2 separate regions of the Zea mays genome follow, and region 2 is linked to region 1. The links are chromatin contacts, called in public Hi-C maps. All regions are on one chromosome and are shown on one strand. The core of a region is the stretch at or near the end of the contact, and the rest is flanking DNA. Distances in the headings are between cores, read along the strand shown.

Region 1 (6,867 bases), core at 626-3,125:
AAAGTAGATTCGGTTTGGGCTCGTTCAATCTCGCGAGCCTCTGTGAGCCTTAGTGGCCTCGACCTTTTTTTACCCTTAGGCCTTAGCATGGAGAGCGGACAGGCAGCATGGAGAGCGGACAGGCGTGAAAGCGAGCACAAGTTATATCCTGGTAATTTTTTATGGCTTTTAGTGGCAGCATAGAAAGCTTGTTTTCGACGGTTAGGCTAGGGAGGGCCACAATAAATTGTCTTTTTGGGTGGTTAATAACCCCCTGAACCATATCCAGTGCGTGTGGTGTGCGAACCTGAACCATCTGGGTTGCAATGTGCCGCGTCTGCTTCGATCTCATCCACAGCCTACGCCCATCGGACGTGACGCCGGCGTGTACGGTAGTAGCAGCATGCCGTACGCCGCGCAGCTCCAACTGTACGGTGCCGTCGCAGGCATCGTCGCCTCGAATATTCAATAATGGATGCATTATATGTCAAAGAGCTAGGAGTGGTCGTAGTACTACGAAGAGAACAAGTTTTTATTAAAAAAAACAAAGGCGATATCACCATTTTGTTTCGCTTATTGATCAAAAGATGACTCTAAGAATGGAAGTACAAATTGCATGCGTGCAAGTGGAAGGCGCAAGCATCACCACCACGGGTAGATCGAAGATGTGCGCGCAGCTCCATGACCATGCATTTCTATAGTCCACCCACCCGAGGTAGTAGCCGGTTCAATTGGCCTGGTCTGGGCCGTGGCCGTCCCTCCCTGCGTCTGCGTGGAATCGGCATCTCCAGCTGGTCGCCCTGCGGCATATTCACATCCTCCGACAGCCCCCCTTGCCGATTGCCGTGCCTTCCGTTTCACCTGCCCGTGAGAGCGAGAGGAACGGCACGCCGCTCGCGCCGCCGCCGCTGCTGCGACGCGTGCTCGCGCGGCCACCCGACCACGACCTGGTCCGCCTCCGCGGCCGCACCGTCGCGCCAGCCGCTTTCGTCGGCGCTGCAGGCAGCCCACCAAGGCTCGCCGCTGGCCGTGCCGGCACCCCACAGCCTGACAGCGGCGGGGGACGCCGCTCCGCTGGCGGTGGCGCCGACAGCTCCCCCGCCCGAGGCGCAGCCGGAGAAGCGGCCCTGCCAGGTCCGGACCACGGCGCCGCCCCATGGGAGGACGCCGTCTGCGGGGCCCTCGTAGAACCCGACCCGCTCCAGATCCTCCTCGTCGTCGCCGGAGGAGCCGGCCTCCGCCTCGTCGTCGGAGCTCTCGTCCTCGTCGCTGTCGCCGTCATCCTCGTCGCAGGACGAGTAGTAGTAGGTCCCGATGTGCGACTGGATGGCCTCCTTCCCGCAGGAGCGGAGGCGCAGCACGATGACCTGCAGCCGGCGCAGCAGGCTGGGCAGCGTGGCCAGCGCCGCGAGCGCCACGGCCAGCGGCGCCCACGTCTCCGCCAGCAGCGCCGCGGCCAGCGCCGGCGCCCGCGAGAACCGCCCCACCCCGCCCTCCACCATCGCCGCCGCCGTCTCCATCCCTATGCCACCAGCCGCCGACCAGACCAACAGCAGTCCAAGATAATTTAATTTAAAAGAGAGAGAAATCGCGTCGCTCGTGTGGAGCAAAGGAAAGCGGGTGAGGTGTACGACGAAATGGGGAAGGAAAGGAAGCGAGCGAGGCTACGAGCCTACGGCGTCGCTTTAAAGCCGCGCACACGGGTCCGGGGCCTCCGGGCGGGTTTTTCAAAATTCCCGTTACGCCCACTGTGGGGGCAGGATGTCAGTGACCAAGCCTTCGAGACCAGGAGAAAAGTCGCAGGCAGCGGAGGGCGGAGGAAGTAGGCGCGGGTGGGACACGGAACAGCAGTACCGTCGTATCAACAGCAGCCGCACCCCACGGTGGAACCGTGGTCCGTGGAAGCGTGGGCAAGCGCGCATTGGGGATGCATGACGCGTGGGTCCGGAGGAATACATGGGCCCACCCTTGCCTCTTTGGGTACGAAACGGAGCTGCTAACGCGGGCCCCGGACGCGACAGAGATGGCGTCTTGGGGCGGGCGACGCGCTGCGCTGGGCGCGGTGGCTCAGCAGCAACCCCGAGTGCACGTGCGGCGGCAAGACTGACGGGTGGGACCAGGATGCACAGTGGTGCTTGCACGGCGGTTACGCCGCCGCGTGTAGGCGACGCGCCGGCACCGCCCGGCCGGCGGGGTTGGAGGCTCGGAGCTAGTACACGGCTGTGAATCAGCGCCAGGTGTGCGCGCGTGGGGACGCTCAGACTGGATCATGCGGCGGAGGTGCACCGGGCCGCCGCGATTGGTGCTCAGCCACTAGCTCTCTGACACGTCGGATCCCTCGTCGCCTCGTCGACGTCTCTCTGCATCGAAATTCGAGGCGCTTTCTGGCCTGTTGGTTTATCCGAACAGCAGCCGCGTCGGACGACTCGTTTGTAAGATAGCCTCGGACCAGAAGTGACTCGTTTGGTAGTACTGTACAAATTGTACTCTACTCTTCTGCTACGCCCCCCCCCCCCCCCCCCCACCCCACACACACACAAAAAAAAAGAAATAGAAGAACGATTTCGGTTTGCTTTTGTGTTGCAAATATGTTTTGGTTCAACTGAGGCCTCTAGTTCGATTACATAGTATAACCTCTGCACAATCTGATACATTGAGATTTAAGGGGAAAAATGTTCACCCTATTCCGTTGTGTTTAACTCGTTTTTCAAACCGTTCCTACTAGTGGCTACATTGATTGGGTACTGTACCGATCCATTAGATGTACATTAGCGGTTCGAGATGTTTGCTGACAAGGAAGGTCAATATCCTATATGGTGGTGCTGAAGAATCTGGATGAGGGAGGTAGAGACGGGAAAAGAGATGAAAAGTTAGGGATAATATACGACGGTAACAACGAGGAAGAGGAGACAGAAGCGCTTGTGGTGGCTGCATAGTTGGTTGCGCATGCAAGTGGTAAGGCTTATTTTATCGGTTTGTTAGGTGAGACGTGGAAAACACAGATTCACACGCTTCATGTGTGACGCTTAATGGGTGAGGCGCATCCAATTAGAGTGGTGGGGGGGCTACGGGTGATCAGGACGTGGAAGTTGATCGTGGTGCGATGGGTAGCACGTCCGGTTGGATCGTGGTGGGTGGTAGGGGTGTGCAGGCTAATCGGGGTACAACGGGTAGCTCATCGGCAATCAATTTGGGTTGGTCAAGGGGATGGGTCCATCACCAGGTTATGAATAGAGTCAAATATATAGGCTAAGAATAATAAATATATGGTCATTATATCATGTTAATAAATCATAGATCCTATCATTAGTCTGTGAATGTATGGTATGGTGTCATGAACTAAACACAACACATATATTTCAAGTCATTCAATAATTTATCCACCTCAAGATTTGTGATGTATTTTAAGTCAATCCTTTCTACCATATTGGTGTAATTGTATTATCATGATTGAATCGACTTAATGTGTGAGGCATGCATGGTCAGAGCGCGGGGCACGCCGTGGGTGGCGAGGATGTGCGGGCTAATTAGGGTGCGGTAGGTAACAAGTTCGGTTGGATCGCGATGGGTGGTCGAGACGTGCGGGCTAATCGAGGTGTGGTGGGTAGGGCATCAATGATCGATTTGGGCGGGCCAAGGTGATGGACCTATTACCCTAGGTGATGAATATAGTCACATATATATAGGCTAAGAATAATAAATATATGGTCACTATATCATTTAATAAATAGTAGATCCTATCATTAGATGTACGTGAGTGTGCGAATGGATGGTATGGTGTTGTGAACTAACCACAACATATATATATATTAAGTCACTTAATAGTTTATTCACCTTGAGATTCGTAACATATTTTAAGTCAATCTTTTCTATCGGATTGGCATAATTACTTTATCATGATTGGACCCGCTTAATGGGTGAGGCGCGCCCGGTGGGTGGTGAGGACGTGCAGGCTAATTGGGGTGTGACAGGTAGCATGTCCAGTTGGATCTTGGTGAGTGGTGGAGCATGGGGGCTAATCAGAGTGCGATGGGTAGCACGTTAGTGATCGGTTTGGGTTGGTCAATGTGATGGGTCCACCACCCTAGGAGATGAATAGAGTTTGTATATATAGGCTAAGAATAATAAATATATGGTCATTATATCGTGTTAAATAAATAGTAGATCCTATCATTAGATGTACGTGAGTGAGTGTGAGCGTGGATGGTATGGTGTCGTGAACTAACCACAACATATATATTTTACTTTCGAGATTCATAACATATTTTAAGTGAATCATTTCTACTAGATTGGCATAAATATTTCATCACGATTGGAGCTACTTATTAATGGGTGAGGCACACCTAGTTGGAGCGCGAGGCACACGGTGGGTGGTCAGGACATGCAGGCTAATTGGGGTGCGGCAGGTAGCACGTCTGGTTGGATTGTGGTGAGTGGTCGGGTGTGCGGGCAGATTGCGGTGCAGTGGGTTGCACATCGATGATCGATTTGTGTTAGTCAAGGTGATGGGTCCATCACCCTAGGTGATGAATAGAGTCATACTCATATAGGCTAAGAATATCAAACATATGGATTATGTCGTATTAATAAATGGTAGATCCAATTATTAGATGTACGTGAGTTTGTGCATGGATGTATGGTGCCGTGAACTAATCCCATATGTTTGTATTAAGTCATTCAATAGTTTATTCATCTCGAGATCCATAATATATTTGAAGTCGACCTTTTCTATCAGATTGACATAAATATTTTATCATGATTGGACGCGGTTAATGGATCCGAAGGTATATCTGTAACCATTTGTTATATTCTAGAAGACTAAACTAACCACAACATATATATTTCACTTTCGAGATTCATAACATATTTTACATGAATCATTTCTACTAGATTGGCATAAATATTTCATCACGATTGGACCTACTTATTAATGGGTGAGGCACACCTAGTTGGAGCGTGAGGCACACGGTGGGTGGTCAGGACATGCATGCTAATTGGGGTGCGTCAGGTAGCACGTCTGGTTGGATTGTGGTGAGTGGTCGGGCGTGGGGGCAGATTGCGATGCAGTGGGTTGCACATAGATGATCGATTTGTGTTAGTCAAGGTGATGGGTCCATCACCCTAGGTTATGAATAGAGTCATACATATATAGACTAAGAATATCAAACATATGGATTATGTCGTGTTAATAAATGGTAGATCCAATTATTAGATGTACGTGAGTTTGTGCATGGATGTATGGTGCCGTGAACTAATCCCATATGTTTGTTTTAAGTCATTCAATAGTTTATTAATCTCGAGATTCGTAATATAAGAAGTCGATCTTTTCTATCAGTTTGGCATAAATATTTTATCACGATTGGACGCGGTTAATAGATCCGAAGGTATATCTGTAACCATTTGTTATATTCTAGAAGACTAAACTAACCACAACATATATATTTTACTTTCGAGATTCATAACATATTTTAAGTGAATCATTTCTACTAGATTGGCATAAATATTTCATCACAATTGGAGCTACTTATTAATGGGTGAGGCACACCTAGTTGGAGCGCGAGGCACACGATGGGTGGTCAGGACATGCAGGCTAATTGGGGTGCGGCAGGTAGCACGTCTGGTTTGGATTGTGGTGAGTGGTCGTGCGTGCGGGCAGATTGCGATGCAGTGGGTTGCGCATCGATGATCGATTTGTGTTAGTTAAGGTGATGGGTCCATCGCCCTAGGTGATGAATAGAGTCATACATATATAGGCTAAGAATATCAAACATATGGATTATGTCGTGTTAATAAATGGTAGATCCAATTATTAGATGTACGTGAGTTTGTGCATGGATGTATGGTGCCGTGAACTAATCCCATATGTTTGTTTTAAGTCATTCAATAGTTTATTCATCTTGAGATTAGTAATATATTTGAAGTCGATCTTTTCTATCAGATTGCATAAATATTTTATCACGATTGGACGCGGTTAATGGATCCGAAGGTATATCTGTAACCATTTGTTATATTCTAGAAGACTAAACTAACCACAACATATATATTTTACTTTCGAGATTCATAACATATTTTAAGTGAATCATTTCTACTAGATTGGCATAAATATTTCATCACGATTGGAGCTACTTATTAATGGGTGAGGCACACCTAGTTGGAGCGCGAGGCACACGATGGGTGGTCAGGACATGCAGGCTAATTGGGGTGCGGTAGGTAGCACGTCTGGTTGGATTGTGGTGAGTGGTCGTGCGTGCAGGCAGATTGCGGTGCAGTGGGTTGCGCATCGATGATCGATTTGTGTTAGTTAAGGTGATGGGTCCATCACCCTAGGTGATGAATAGAGTCATACATATATAGTCTAAGAATATCAAACATATGGATTATGTCGTGTTAATAAATGGTAGATCCAATTATTAGATGTACGTGAGTTTGTGCATGGATGTATGGTGCCGTGAACTAATCCCATATGTTTGTTTTAAGTCATTCAATAGTTTATTCATCTCGAGATTCGTAATATATTTGAAGTCGATCTTTTCTATCAGATTGGCATAAATATTTTATCACGATTGGACGCGGTTAATGGACCCGAAGGTATATTTGTAACCATTTATTGTATTCTAGAAGAGTGAGGCAAAGTAATAAAACCGAAAATGACTAATCTATTCTGCCTTTTATGCTGTATGAGTCACTGTTGTAACTATCTTATTATTCTTTTTTATCTTCTCCATTGAATTAACCTTCAAAGGAGAGTTACTTAAAGGGAGAAAACTTTGGTTTATTCATTTGTGTTGTCGTGTTTTTGATTCCAAAGCAAGTGATCAAGCTGCAATTGTATTGCTTTTGTGGTGATTGTAACAGGGACCTTAATGCAATGCTATAGTGGGGAGAGGC
Region 2 (6,135 bases), core at 3,080-5,579, 110 kb before region 1:
CAACAAGAGTTATTATTTTGGATTTCTAATCATTTGGGTGTCATGTTGTATGTAAATATGAGCATAGGACTCATCTGTTTTTCATCTGACATTGTTCTTTGGTGATTTCCTCCAGTTAATTAGACGGCACACATTAATCGATATTTCTGTGCTATATTTTTTAGGAAGGTAAAGATCAGGCTCTCTATTATGATGCTCATGTCCTTGATGCTCAAAGGAGAAGGCATGACGTTAGAGGTTGCCGTTGTAGATTTCTTGTTCGCTACGACCATGATTCTTCTGAGGTACACTTTCACATGTTTTGGTGTTTTCCATTAATTGTCTGTTGAGTATTGTAGTGAAGCATGTTGCTAGGCCGGAGGTTAAATTTCACTTCATCTTGTAAACTCTGCATGTATGGTTGCTCTCCCATCCTTTTTTTTCCGGCATTGGTGCTCTGAAATTATTATTCCCTTAACAAATGACAAATTGTTTTTGCATTAGATTGCAGTATGGGTTCATGAAGTTGTACAGTTATTTCAATTAGCCACGACAAATTTAGGTTCCTGATCGTGCAAGAGCAATTCAATTCATGCTCAGCCAGTGTGGACATGCAGAAGCAAGTCAATATTTGCTCACCCAGTGCACTAGATAACCTGTACACAAATAGTTGTTGATTGCTTACAGAAATTTAAAGACAAGTCTTAAATTAGGTCATAACCTACTGTCATACCGTGGAGTTTACTGTATTACTCTATGTTGCCTTGAAATGAGACTGTTGTGATTAGCCTGTGTTGCCTTATCTGTTGTGATTAGCCTGTGTTGCCTTATCTGCATCGTACTCAAATGCCCTTCAAATTTACAGGAAATTGTTCCACTGAGGAAGGTGTGCCGCCGACCGGAAACTGACTACAGGCTTCAGATTCTGCATGCTGCTAGAGCGGCAGCCACTAATGCAGATGTTCACACTCCACCCAAAGAGGTTAAGGTGGAGTTGGCGTCCACTGATAAGAGCCCAGCCGAGCAGAAACCCCATAAGCAGCACAAGATGATGGACGTGAACACTGATGAGGTGACCATGGTCTCCACCTTGGAGCAAGATGAGACACCAGGCAAGACTGTAGCCCCCGTACCGTCAGCAACTGCAGAAACCCGCAATTCAAGTTCGGACACAGTGATGAAAGGTGCTGAGGCTTCCTCGGTCGTTGAAGATGACGATGAAGTGCAGGCAGTTGACAAGATGAAAGAGGGGTAGGGTTTTTTTTTTCTGTCACCTTTTGTTATCTAGGTCAGTGCCTGTCTTAATTACCATGTAGCATCTTAATGGCCTCAGAAGCTTGTTTGAAGGCCTATGTGAGCCTTTGCCTTGCCTACACCTTTTTGTTTGGTCGATGATATGGTGAAATGGAACCTGGCTGGGATGGTTCTGTTTCTCCGAGGGACTTTTGTTATCTGTGGTCTTCCTTCTCCAGCGTGGGCAGAGGGGCGCCAGAGACTGCGGGTTTCGCTTCAGGATCTCAGGGTAAAATGTGTAGCTGTTCGATTGATTGTTTGCTTCACTCCATTGAGCGTTGTTCGTCAATAATAATTTATTGGAGTAGTCCTTGCTAGTTTGTTCAATGTTGTCAGCATGATTTGTCTTTTCTCGTCCCCTCAAAAAGTTTGGTCATCTTACACTTGTAAGGTCATGTTCTAAACCTTTAGAACTAATTGTTAGTCAGCTAATATATTGTTAGCTAGGTTAGAGCACCTAACAACTAATGATTATTATAGAGGTATAGTTAACAATTAGCTGGTCCAATAGTTGATCCGTTTTAAACATCTCGGCTAATTTCCATGACAACCGAGATCAATTTATTACCATATATTTGCATTATCTAACATATAGTCACGTTAATTCTGCATGTGCGCCACATTTGGCAATGACCGGCTCACAGTGCGTTGCTCTGTTTTTTGCTCTCTCTAATCCTAAGGCCATAAAAATGTCACCTTTTAAATCACAGTTGGTTTGGCAATAATTTAACAATACATTAAAGATATAAATAAACTGAATTCAATAACGAGATATCCAATACTTCATATTAGAGCTTTATTATGCGAATGCAAATGGTGCAATGCAATGCAGGACTTATCTTCTACTCACACATCCCAAAAGAAGGAAGTGAAGGCTGCATTCAAGTTACTTCTCAACGTGTGTTGTTATACCGATACTTATCGCATGAATTCGGCTTTGGCTACAGTTTATCCATATGCATTATTATCAACATGAGAATGCAAATGCAAGACTGCAATGCATCAATTTCATATAATTCATAACTTTGAAAGCAATTCCGCAAGTAGGAAAAATCATGCTTCAACATATAACTAAATTTAGATCACGTGGCTTGTGTGAGGCACATGGCGAAGAGTTACATGGCGATGACATTGTGGATGTCGAGCTCGACACGCTTCGTGCGCTGATACTGGACGGGGTTAGTGGAGAGTTACATGGCGCTGAAGTTATCACAATAGACAATGGTGCTCCGCATTAGCGGACTGTGCAACTCCTATAGAAATTGGCGAAGCCACGTCGCCTCACCGACGTCGTTAGCCACAACACAATACTCGGCCTCGGCGCTGGATCGGGAGATGACTGTCTGCCGCTTCGAAGACCAGGAAACATGACTATCGCCAAGGAACATGGTGAAGCCGGATGTGGATCGATGTGTGTCGGGACAACCGACCTAGTCAGCGTCGGTGTAGACGACGAGGTCGGTGGTCGCAGATCGTCGAAGAAGAAAGCTGAGGTCGGAGGTGCCCTGGACGTACCGCAGGATCCACTTCATAGAGGTGAGATGTGGCTCCCGCGGGGCATGCAAATGGAGGCACACCTGCTGAACGGCATAGGCGATGTTGTGGCGGGTGAAGACGAGGTAATGCAAGGCCCTAGCAAGACTCAGATAGCTGGTCGGATCAGCCACCAGAGGGCTGTCGACAGAGGAGACCTTGCCCTGAGTGTCCACCAGAGTCATGTAGGGCTTATAATCAGCCATGCCAGCACGCTCGAGGATGTCGATGATGTACTAGCGCTGGTGGAGGAACATACCCTAGGGCTGGTGCTCGATGGTGAACACCGGAAAGTGGTGCAGCCCACCAGGTCCTTCATTGTGAACTCCCGCTGGACGGAGAAGATGATGTGCCGCAGGAGGTCAGGGCAGGAGCCTGTGAGGACGATGTCGTCGACATAGAGGAGAAGGCGAAGGAAACAGCTGTGAGGACGATGTCGTCGACATAGAGGAGAAGGCGAAGGAAACAGTGATGCCTAAGAGGGGGGGTGGGGTGAATTAGGACTTCTAAAAACTTACTCTAAGCTAGGCCACAATTAAATCCCTAGAGCAAACCCTGTACAAATAAATAATAAAAAATGTGCAAACTAGATTTTGTCTAAGTATTGCTATCTCTACCGTAAAGCCTAAGTTTCAATCCTAAATAATCTAATTAGAATGGCTAGATTGAAACTTAAATCTCTACAAACTATTAAGACGATAGTGTAGACCGTCGCGATGCCCCCGCCTCCTCTCCGCGCTCGCACCCGCCCTGTTCCCCTCGCCCGCACAAACCACCCCATCTGTCCCATCCGCGAGCCGCGCACGGGTCATCTGCATGCCGCATCCGCCCCATCCTCTCGCCGTCTATCCCCTCCGCATGACCGCTGCCCCAGTCCATCCCCTCCTCGTCCAGCATCCGCTCCCTCTGCAGTCCCCCCTCCCTCCCACACGACCATGGCGTCCTGGTTGGTGCCCTTCCGGTCCTGCTGCGTGTGGAGGCTCGCCACCGCGCTAGCGCCTTTGCCGCACAACCTCTCGAGGACCCACGCGAGCTCATCCTCCGTCATCTCCCCCGCTCCTCCGGGCAGCTTCTTCCCACCTCCGCCGGCCGCGCCCTCCTGGCTCCCGTGGTGCCTCTTTCGCCACGCCGCTGGGCCATCGCCGGTGGCGGGGGCCTCGGAGGAGAGGCAGGAGCCCATGATGGCCAACGAGAGGGAAGCGACACGGTGGGGCACATGGTGGAGGTGGCGGTGGTAGCTGCCTGCCTGCCTGTCTGCAAACTGTTCTGATGATGCTCGAGATTTGTAGGTCTTGTGGAGTCATTTGTATCGTATGGTCTTGTTGCTTGGAGGTCCGTGCTTAAAAAATGGCATTTTGGTTTTTAATTAGGGTTTCAACTCATGTCTCTTGCTTCATGTGATGGGAAATGCTTGTTGTGCCATATGATGCAACCTTTCAGGATAAGATAATGTTGCTTAGACATAATTGAGAGCCTGTTGTTAACGTCGCACTGAAATATCAAACATCTCTTCTGTTTGCTAACAGATTGTGTGTCCTTACCGGTCTGTTCAGTTGAATAAGAGAATTTATATGGTCTTCATTTATGGATAAAGGCAATGGGGGCATCTGACCCATGATACCAGGCGTTTCGCTCATTCTGAAACAGAGTACACAAGAATAGACGTTAACATCAGTAGTGCCAGGTCTCAACTCAATGTTGTAATCAATTGCAGAAGGTTTCGAAACTCAATGTCGTACCTGCTTAAAATTGTTTTGATGTTGTTACTCGTGCGGAGAAAAGGATTTGTGTTCTCCACTGTCTACAAGAAAATCAGGCATGAAAACAATTATGATCAATTGGATTACTAAACTTATCATGTTTTTTTCTTCTAAAATACATGGAAGCTACTTTAGTCCATCAAACCAAAAAGAGCGACATGTTCCAACCAGTGATATAATAATCGACACATTTATTTCACATGATATCATCAGATATGAATGTTCTTGATGCAACAAATATCAAAACTAAACATCCAAAGGATAAGATTAAATCACGGTCCCCTGAAATGTTAAATGAAACTCAAAGTGGTGGACTTCGATGTGTTCATGGTTGTACACAGGTAGTGCAAAACGAAGCCAAAAGCACCTTTACAGCTTATATTACATGTCATCTAAGGCATCTACTCTTTGTTGATTAATTCTACAAATTTTCCATTTAGTTTCAATGTTTCATCCTGGATTCAACTAATAACAACTATAGCGGTAAGAGTATAATCTCCATTTCTGGTGGAATCATGAACAAAATAGTGATGTATTTTTAATAGATGGTAATTGTATGACTAACAACCATAATTAAATATGAATAAATTACAGTTACCATGTACCTTGTGGCTGACACTCAAGAGTATGAAAAGGGCAAGTGTAGACCATACATATGACATGTATAAATAAAAGCAGACCTTGAATGTTTCATTATTTGCAGAAATCTGGTTAAGCAACTGGTTATTTTCCTCCAGGAGACGCTGGGTTGCACTGTCGACAACATGAGCTGCTTCAGAATGCATCCACATGAGTATTATTAGAAGTAAGATCACCATCAGATATATGTATGTAGGTCCACAACAATGAGTTTTCTTTTACATTACTCATCATACTTTCACAGAATTAATAAATAGAAATGGACTTCGATGGAAGAAACCAGACCAACAATGTATAGAAAGATGCAGTTACAAAAGGAAAGTCCACTTTTTAATTTTCCATAAAGATAGATGAATCTTTATGAAAAATAAAAAAATACCTACATGCTATAAATATGCATTGCATCATTAATAAATCCCAAAATTTCTTACTGTGCCAACTTACTTGAATATTACACAGGAGGAAAAAATTGAATTTTACAAGGTTAAATAATTCGTATGTCGTAGCAATGCGCGGGCACGAGAATTTATGCATATGTTTTTTGCATTGAAAATATATTTTCTTCAAGTTTGCGATCGTGCTACATTTTTCTGCTTTTACTTCGACTATATATTAATGTGCCACCAAAAATATTGTGTTTCATCAACTTATGATGGAGTTCGCTCAATTTTTTCTTGAATATATTTTTTGTAGAACAAAATTGAATTTTACAAGGTGGAATACTGATTGGGAAAAGGTAGAATACTGATTGGGAAAGCGCTACTCCCTTGTATGAACTAGCTGGTCAATGATTTTGTTTTCCATCATTTTTGTTTGCTTGACATCAGTTTGTTCATTAGGGAGCATATATGTGGAATGATGATTAATGTTTCTGTATATTAATGTATTTTATCATAACATGTTGGCACAGTAACAACGTACGGGCATACAC

The links. A called contact is a pair of places that touch in the nucleus more often than the background predicts.
Region 2: a contact with region 1 is called in a Hi-C map of tassel, with 2.0 times the contacts expected there. The contact joins the promoter of LOC100383948 here to the enhancer-like site in region 1. A contact is called at or near these places in 5 of 25 Hi-C or Micro-C datasets (bundle sheath, ear, leaf and 1 more).

What each region holds. Positions count from the first base shown.
Region 1 is chr2:179,077,914-179,084,780 of Zm-B73-REFERENCE-NAM-5.0, reverse strand. No RefSeq gene overlaps it. Among protein-coding and RNA genes, the nearest start is that of LOC111590995, 3.6 kb to the right of the region's middle. Within about 2 kb of position 1,875, at least 18 of the 20 cell types and tissues checked have an H3K27ac peak or open chromatin away from gene starts, as enhancers often do. A contact at or near this core is called in bundle sheath, ear, leaf and 1 more, where this site is marked.
Region 2 is chr2:179,191,449-179,197,583 of Zm-B73-REFERENCE-NAM-5.0, reverse strand. It overlaps LOC100383948, which reads right to left and starts at 4,329. Exons shown (of 1, transcript NM_001176565.1): 1 at 3,568-4,329. The coding sequence starts at 3,985. The coding sequence ends at 3,614. LOC100279552 reads left to right here. Exons shown (of 7, transcript NM_001152549.2): 6 at 165-284; 7 at 845-1,589. The coding sequence ends at 1,234.